2 separate regions of the Oryctolagus cuniculus genome follow, and region 1 is linked to region 2. The links are chromatin contacts, called in public Hi-C maps. All regions are on one chromosome and are shown on one strand. The core of a region is the stretch at or near the end of the contact, and the rest is flanking DNA. Distances in the headings are between cores, read along the strand shown.

Evidence for each region. A called contact is a pair of places that touch in the nucleus more often than the background predicts.
Region 1: a contact with region 2 is called in a Hi-C map of an unstated tissue, with 4 times the contacts expected there. The contact joins two enhancer-like sites. A contact is called at or near these places in 2 of 6 Hi-C or Micro-C datasets (ear pinna and an unstated tissue).

The regions. Positions count from the first base shown.
Region 1 is chr4:84,572,222-84,576,352 of mOryCun1.1, reverse strand. No RefSeq gene overlaps it. Among named protein-coding and RNA genes, the nearest start is that of FAM43A, 170 kb to the left of the region's middle. Within about 2 kb of position 1,627, at least 2 of the 8 cell types and tissues checked have an H3K27ac peak or open chromatin away from gene starts, as enhancers often do.
Region 2 is chr4:84,323,362-84,327,167 of mOryCun1.1, reverse strand. All of the region lies in intron 1 of XXYLT1 (xyloside xylosyltransferase 1), which reads right to left. Among named protein-coding and RNA genes, the nearest start is that of XXYLT1, 9.4 kb to the right of the region's middle. Within about 2 kb of position 1,562, at least 1 of the 8 cell types and tissues checked has an H3K27ac peak or open chromatin away from gene starts, as enhancers often do.

The DNA.
Region 1 (4,131 bases), core at 378-2,877, 250 kb before region 2:
CAAATATTGTTCAGGATTCATTTGTCTGAAATCTAAATGTGACCGGGTGTCCTCTGTTTTTGCTAAATGTGCTGCTATCCAAGATAGGGACGCTGGGGCGAGGGGATGGAGGGTCATTTCCACAGGTGTTCTGGCCCCAGTGCTGTCCACTGAGCTGTGTGTTCATGGAGCAAAAGCCAGGGGGAGGGCAGGCAGCAGGTGCAGTGAAACTGGCATCCTTTAGTCACCATATCCTCACATCCCCCCATCCCCCCGTGTTGCTGGGCAAGGCTCGCTCAAGTCCAGCCACCTGTGGAGGCCAGCTCCACTGAGAACCAGGCAGCGAAGCACTGCTCATGGAAATATTGCAGTTGGCCAACGCCATGGCTCAACAGGCTAATCCTCCGCCTTGCGGCACCCGCACACCGGGTTCTAGTCCCGGTCTGAGCACCGGATTCTGTCCCGGTTGCCCCTCTTCCAGGCCAGCTCTCTGCTGTGGCCCGGGAGTGCAGTGGAGGATGGCCCAAGTGCTTGGGCCCTGCACCCCATGGGAGACCAGGAGAAGCACCTGGCTCCTGCCTTCGGATCAGCGCGGTGCACCGGCCGCAGCGCACCGGCCACCAATGGCAAAGGAAGACCTTTCTCTCTGTCTCTCTCTCTCACTATCCACTCTGCCTGTCAAAAAAAAAAAAAAAAAAAAAAAAAAAGGGAAATATTGCAGAGTCCCCGGAAAGCCTTTTCGCGTGTTCAGCCGTGAGCTGCGTCAGGTTGGGGCCAAGTCTGTCTCACCTACCAAGGGCAGCCTTGACTACAGCTGCTGGAAACAGCCTGGAAGAATGACCTCTCCTCTTAGGGCTCCATGGTTTTAATTTCCAAGGTCAGCTCCTGCTACATGAGCAGAAACACTCCAGGGTAGCACAGGGGCTCTGCAACGCTCAGAACTCAGGGGCCTCGGGCTGCTAGGACACTCAGAGGTCACAGACTCCGAACCCCGAGGGCCCTTTATCAGGCACCCTACAGCATCCTTTAAACACTTCTGATGGTGAGAGGTGGTATCACCTCTCACCCACACCTCCGCCCGTCCTGCGCCCCTGCCACCCACCTGGAGGAAGGGTGGCCTGGTGGAGGACGCAGCTGAGTGGGACGCCGCCTCTTCCCCCGGAGCCCGTGACGTCCGTCACTCCTAGGAGATCACGCCAATGTTGCCGCTATTGTTCGGTTTTGGCGAGGAGATGCCGGTTTGTTCTCCCCTGGGGGTTGGTCATGAGTCACCACAGTACATCCTCAGGAAGCGGCTCACTGGACTCCTGAAATGGCCAGCTCCCGTGGGGGACAGGGGTCCAGGAATTGTCACAGCTCAGCACACAGGCAGGACCTGCAGGCTCTGGTGGCTGTCCCCTTCAGGAGTGGCAGGGTTAACACCGAGGAGGAAAGAAAGAGCAGTGGCCATGGGCAGGCCTCCTTGGGAGGTGGGGGATCATAATAGGGAGTCTGGGGGAAGGGCCCAGCCAGCACCCGCACAGAGAGGCACCCCGCCGAAGCCCACTGCCCTTTCTCCTTCCTAGGGATGGGATGAGCCCTGGGGCAGGCATGCTCACGGAGTCTGCACATCCTGGTGATGCACCTGCACCCACGGGAGCAGCACAACAGGGCTCTTCCCTCAGAACCTGAGAGGAGGAGGCCTGAGCTACAGCAGCCCCAGGCGAAATCAAGACGTGGGCAGAGCCCAGACGTGGATAAATGGATAAGCAGCACCACGAAGGAGCGGCCACAGCTGGCACAGCCCAGGGCCCATCAGCTGTGTCCTTTTCTGGAAAAGAAAGGACCCTGTAGCTCGGCCGTGCCTCCCTCTGCCCTTCCTGCGCCTCCTCCCGCTTGGCGGAGGCCCTCGTCTTTGGACGTGGCACCGATGTCATCCGCTTGACTGAGGACTCAGAAATTCTCTCTCCTGGGACTGGTGGTGGGGTGCAGGAGGCTGTCACATGAGTGCCAGTTCCAGTCCTGGCTGCTCCTCTTCCAATCCAGCTCCCTGCTAATGTACCTGGGAAAGCAGTAGAAGATGGCCAAAGTCCTTGGGCCCCTGCACCCGCATGGGAGACCCAGAAGAAGCTCCTGGCTCCTGGCTTCAGCCTGGCCTAGCCCTGGCTGTTATGGCCATTTGGGGGAATGAGCAACAGATAGATTCTCTCTCTCTCTCTCCCTCTCTCTCTCTCTCTCTCTCTCTCTCCATCTCTGCCTTTCAAGTAAATTAATTAACTAGAAAAGAAAGAGAAGGAAACACTCTTTCCTGTGTGCTCACCTCCACTTTCACAGGGCCCTTGTTTCTAAGCCAGTGGTGGTTCTTGGTATGTGTGTGTCTCACCTCCTTGGGACCACCCCCCCCCCCAGTTCCAGGGATGAAAGTGACCCCTTGAAGAGGACGTCAAGGACTTCTGGGCCCTCCAGGGATCCCGATGCTCCCTAAGACAAGTCCTGTTTCCTTCCGACCCCCGTGTCCGGGGCTGCGTGAGTGACTTTGGAAACAAAAGGGCCGTGCAGAGAAGTGGAGCTGAGTTGCGCTTCTTGGGAGGAGCAGGGGGTGGCTCAGAGCCGGGAGGGGCCCTGGGATGGAAGTTGTGTCCATTTGTCTAGGGGTAGATGTGGGGAGGATGAGAGAGGCAGGGGGAGGAAACCCCCAAGCGGAGGGGCGGGAGGAGTGGGAAGCACAGGCCATCTGGGCAGCCAGGTCCCTCCCGCTGTCCTTGACCCATGCAGCTGCGAGCCCGACTCTGAGTGCTCCGTCAGTGTCCAACGGCACAGTCCCGACGCCAGCAGCAGCCAGTGCCTGTATTTTGAGCACCCGCGACTTGCCGGGCTGGGTATGGTTTGACTGCGTCCCGCAGCGTTCCCCTGCAGGAAGCTTGGTCCCCAGCGTGGCAGCGTTGCATTGGTGGGGCCTCGAGGCCAGGCCGTGGGGCCCAGGGAGAAGGTAAATAGGGCACTGGGGCTCCACCCTTGGAAAAGATGACCGCGGGTCCTGGTGTGAGCGGGCCGCCGGGGGAGAGGGAGGCTGCCCCACCCACTTGGCCTCTCCTGCACAGAGCAGTTTCCCTTCCTGTGTCTGCCCCACCCGGTGATGCAGCCAACAGTGTCCTTGCCAGGGTTCAAACAGAGGGGCCGCCAGGTCTTGAACTTTCAGCCTCCCAAGCAGGGAGCTGGATAACCTCCTCCCCTTACACAGTTCCCGGCCGCGGGTTCATTGTCACGGCAAGGGGAAGTGGACTAAGACACGGCCACTCTTCTGAGTCTTTTTTTTTTTTTTTATCTTTTATTTAATGAATATAAATTTCCAAAGTATGACTCATGGGTTACAATGGCTTCCCCCTCCATACCGTCCCTCCCACCTGAGTCTTTTTCTTAAACACCTGTTTCTTCACCTCATCTCCCCATCAGGCTGTGTGGTAGATGCTAGTTTTATTACCCTCATCTTTCAGCTCATTCGTTAGAGGCACAGAGAGCTTACGGAACCTACCTGCAGCCACAAAGCTGGTGAGGGAAGTCAGGACTCGAACCCACCCTCTCGGTCCCTGAACCCTCAACCCTTGCACAGTGGGCACGGTGCTAGCAGTAAAACATTTGTTCAGTTGATTTTTGGCCCAAACAACACCATGTCTGCCTCAGATATTTTCTGCTAAAGCTTATTTTAGGAGAGGAAAAAATGTCTCTTTTAGGTTATAATTCATAACCCATCAAAATTAAAATAACAATTTTAGAGCAATCTACAGAAAGGTCCTCTTCAAAGAAGGCCTCGAAAGAACTGATATGAGCAATTAAAAATACTGGACCCATTGATTCCAATTACTCCAGAAGCTTTGCTTCACTGCAATTCATTTTCCACTTTATTGTATATTCACCAGTACTCGAGTACACGGGGGACAGCCATAATTTTGTTTGATGGGTAGGAGACCCTGAACAATGGGATAAATACGTATTCAATAAGTGACCTGCACACAACCTGGTTGCTACTGCATGCCTCTTTATATGAAACTCACTCTTGAACTTGCTTGCTTTATTTTAGAAGACTACAGATCAACAGTTCCTTGTAATTTTTGAAAAACCAGTGCTTTCCTGCCTACTCGTGTAGCTTGTATATTGGCAGGATACATAATTTGG
Region 2 (3,806 bases), core at 313-2,812:
TGTTCTGCCCTCCTGCCCAGAAGGTTCACCCCTGTCCCCGTGGCCCCCCTCCGCTCTGGCTATGAGTCTCCTGCCAGGCACAGAGACTACCCCACTGTCTCGCTTCCATCATCTCCAAGATGGGCAGGTCCTACCTACTGATTCACCATGGATGCGCGCGCTCAGCGCTGCCTGGCTCCCACAGCCAGCGGCATCTCCATCCCGACAGAGCAGGCCCAGGCACACTGCAATCCCCTGCCCGACAGCAGGGGGCCCGAGGACCCCAGCAAAGCTCACACCACGCCTGATCCTGCACCGGCTTTTCAAGCAGGACTGCTCCAGCTGACCACCTGCCAGAGCAGCCCCGCAGACCACCACCCTGGGCAGGTCTCAGGAGCTCAGCCTTGGCCTGCCGCGGTGACCCGCCCTCTGGACACCTCTCAGCATTCAGTACTGAGCCACAGGGACCCCACGGAGGCTGACTATGATGGCCTGCCCTTCTTTAAATCCTTTGCAGTTTTTGTCATTTGCCCCAAGGTCAAAAAGAGTACAAACAACCTGTGTGAGCAATTAGACCAAGAAACAAATCAAAAACGATAAAGAAGAGGTAAACAGAACATCAGACGTGCTCCGGGTTCACTCACTGCAACAATTAGAGCTTTCTAGAAACGACGGAAACTTCACAGAGGAGATTCCATCGCGCAGAAAACACGAGACCCTCCAGGGCCCCTCAGGCGCCGCAAAGCACAGGGACTCTGGGACACTAAGGGACCTGCCCCAGCACCCAGGCTGGGCTCCGCCGAGGGGGGAGACCCAGAGCAGGGCCCAGAGCTCACCACGCCCTGCTAACGCTGCAGGGCAGGGGGCAGAGCCCTGCGGTTTGGGGGGGTGGAGGAGGAACCATCAGCACAACAGGACACCCTGAAATAAGGCCGGCAGAACGCAAGCTGGCAGCACCCTCCACTGGCTGGAGAGTACAAGGTGTTTCCCAGAACTGGACTCAGAGGGTCCGGGTGCCCAACCCCTCCGCTGGGCTCCCTGTGCTGGGCAGGGCTCGGTGGGTTACACCCACTACACCCAGGTCTGAGGTATCTCCCTGGCAGGCGTGAGCCCCAGTGAGGAGCAGGGCGCTTCCCCAGTCGTGGGACGCAGGGCAAGGGGGAGGAGGAGCACCTGTTCTCCAGCCTGGGCCAGACCTGCATAGTCCTGGACACCTCCAGAGCATGGCTTAATCAGGCTGCTTAGCAGTAATCACCCTAATAAATAAAACAAATGGCTTTAATTTAAAACACATTAAGTTCACAGCAGGCTTCCTGCCAGCTGACAGGGCCTGGCTCAGAACTGAATGGGGGTGGGGTGGGGGTGAGGTTGCTGCTCCGCCCAGGGTCCCCAGGGAAGAGGCCCCTGCGGCCTGGGGGAAGAGTGAGGGGTGATGACACGCCGGGCCACGCCACCTCCGGCACACCCACTCTCACCAGGAAGCATAAGCCCCTTCAGTGGCAGGAACCCCAGGTGGGGGAGTCGGGCAGCGCCGGGCAGGGGTCGCAGGGTTTTCAAAGCAGGGGGGAGGAAGTGAAGGCTCAGAACGGCTCTGACTCCTTTGATCCCGGTCCCTTCCTAAACACAAGGGGGCGCGCCGAGAGGGAAGAACAGGGACTTAGGGCGCCAGCTTTGCAGACACTCGGGTCCCGGAGCGCAAACGCGGGCCCGCGGCGCCCCCAAGCGGCCACACGGAGCGCCGCGCCCGGCCCGGCCCCGGGAAGCTCCTCCCGGGGCAGAGGGGCAAACCTGGCTGCCCCAGCACTGCCTCCATGTCGGTGAGCAAGCCAAGCAGGGCTCCGAGGCTGTGCCCAGGGCAAGCGCAAGGGCCGGCGGCTGGCGAGGCGGGCTCGGCCGGCTCAGCCTCCGGCACGGGGCCACCCCACCTGTCTCCTCCTCTAGTCGCCACAATCCCGCGAGGTGTGGAGCAAGCACAGGTAGAAAGTCCAGGGCACTGGGCCCAGCTCCTCGCCATTATTCTCTTGGGGTCTTCACAGGATGCACACTCCCCTGCCGACTTCAGGCGTAGCGTCACTGTACACATCAGCCATTTCCAAACCCGGCCTCCGAATATGCACATTTCCAGAGCCATCCTCTAAAGGTGGGGAGGGAAGCGTGGAGGTGGCTGGTGTTCTTGTAAAACGCGCTTTGGTCAGTGGTTAAGAAAAATACCAAAGGGCTGGAGTTGTGGCGCAGCAGGTTAAGCCACCTCCTGCAGCACTGGATCCTGTATGGAAGCGCGGGTTCAAGTCCAGGCTGCTCTGCCTCCAACCCAGCTCCCTGCTAATGCACCTGGGAAAGCAGTGGAAGACGGCCCAAGTGCTTGGGTCCCTGCACCCACAGGAGAGACTGGCATGCAGTTCTAGGCTCCTGGCTTCCACCTGGCCCAGCCTCAGCTGTTTTGGCCATTTTAGAAGTGAACTCGCAGATGGAAGATCTCCTTCTCTCCTTTCAAATAAATAAAATAAATCCATTTAAGAAAAATAACTACAAACAAAAATACCAAATGCATGTGAGTGATTGTCCTTAGCAATCAACTCATTAGGAAAATGTAAATCAAGCCCACAAAGGAACACCACGTCCCACACAGAAGAGCTACGATAAAAGACAGGGCCAGCGTAGTGGCACAGCGAGTTAAGCTACCGCCAGAAACGCCAGCATGCCATATGAGTCCCGGCTGCTCCACTTCTGATCCAGCTCCCTGGGAAAGCAGCGGAAAATGGCCCAAGTGCCCATGCCACCCACGTGGGAGACCCAGATGGAGTGCACAGCTCCTGGCTTCTGCCTGGCCCATCCCTGGCCATTGCAGCCACGTGGGCCTGGCCTAGCCCTGTCCATTGTGGCCACGTAGGGAGTGAGTCAGTGGATAAACGATATCTTCCCCCCAACATCGCTCTGCCTTTCAAATAAAGAAATAAGCTTTTGGACACAGCAAGTGCGGTAAGGATGTGGAGAAGCTGCTGGTGGGAGGAGACGCTGGGGCAGCTATTTCAGAAAGGAGCCTGACAGCTCCTCCAAAGGTCAAAGTTGACATAGGACCCAGCCATCCCACGACCAGGCCACACCCCGGGCATCTGAGAACGGAACTGATAAGCCAACGTGCACTTCAACACCTGTCATAATAGCCACAGAGCGGACACAATGCCAGTGTCCACCAAGGACCAGTGGATTGTGCGGGACTACATTCCAGCGAGTATTACACAAGCAGGAAAAGGAATGACGCCCCCCCCCACACACATGTGCTACGACACAGGTCTTCAGAACATGCAACATGGTGGAAGCCAGACACCAAGGCCACACGTGGGTCAGCACATTGATATTAAATGTCCAGAATAGAGACAAGCGGACTGGTGGTTTCCGGGTGTAGGGGACAGAGGAACGGGTCTGAAAATGTTCTCAAATTAACGAACAGCATGATAAATATGCTACAAACCACTGAACCGTACACTTCAAAGGGGTAGATTTTAAGGTGTTAGTTACAGCTCTACTTTTTCATGGCAAAAAAACAAAAACGTCCATCTTTTTCAAAATGGCCTGTGAGAACGAAGAACAGTCCAGAAGTCAGGAGGAATCACCGCTGCCCAAGGCTGGAGCACCTCATCCACACGCTGAGGCTCCCAGAGAACGTACAAATGACCCACGTGTCAGTGCATCGCATCCTTACCATGATCGCCAGCAGCCATTGGGGCTTTGCCTTCTAATTCCAACACATAACAGAGCCCTTCAAGGGGCTGCGGCTGGGGCACAGTGGGTTAAAGCCCCAGCCTGCAGTGCCGGCATCCCATATG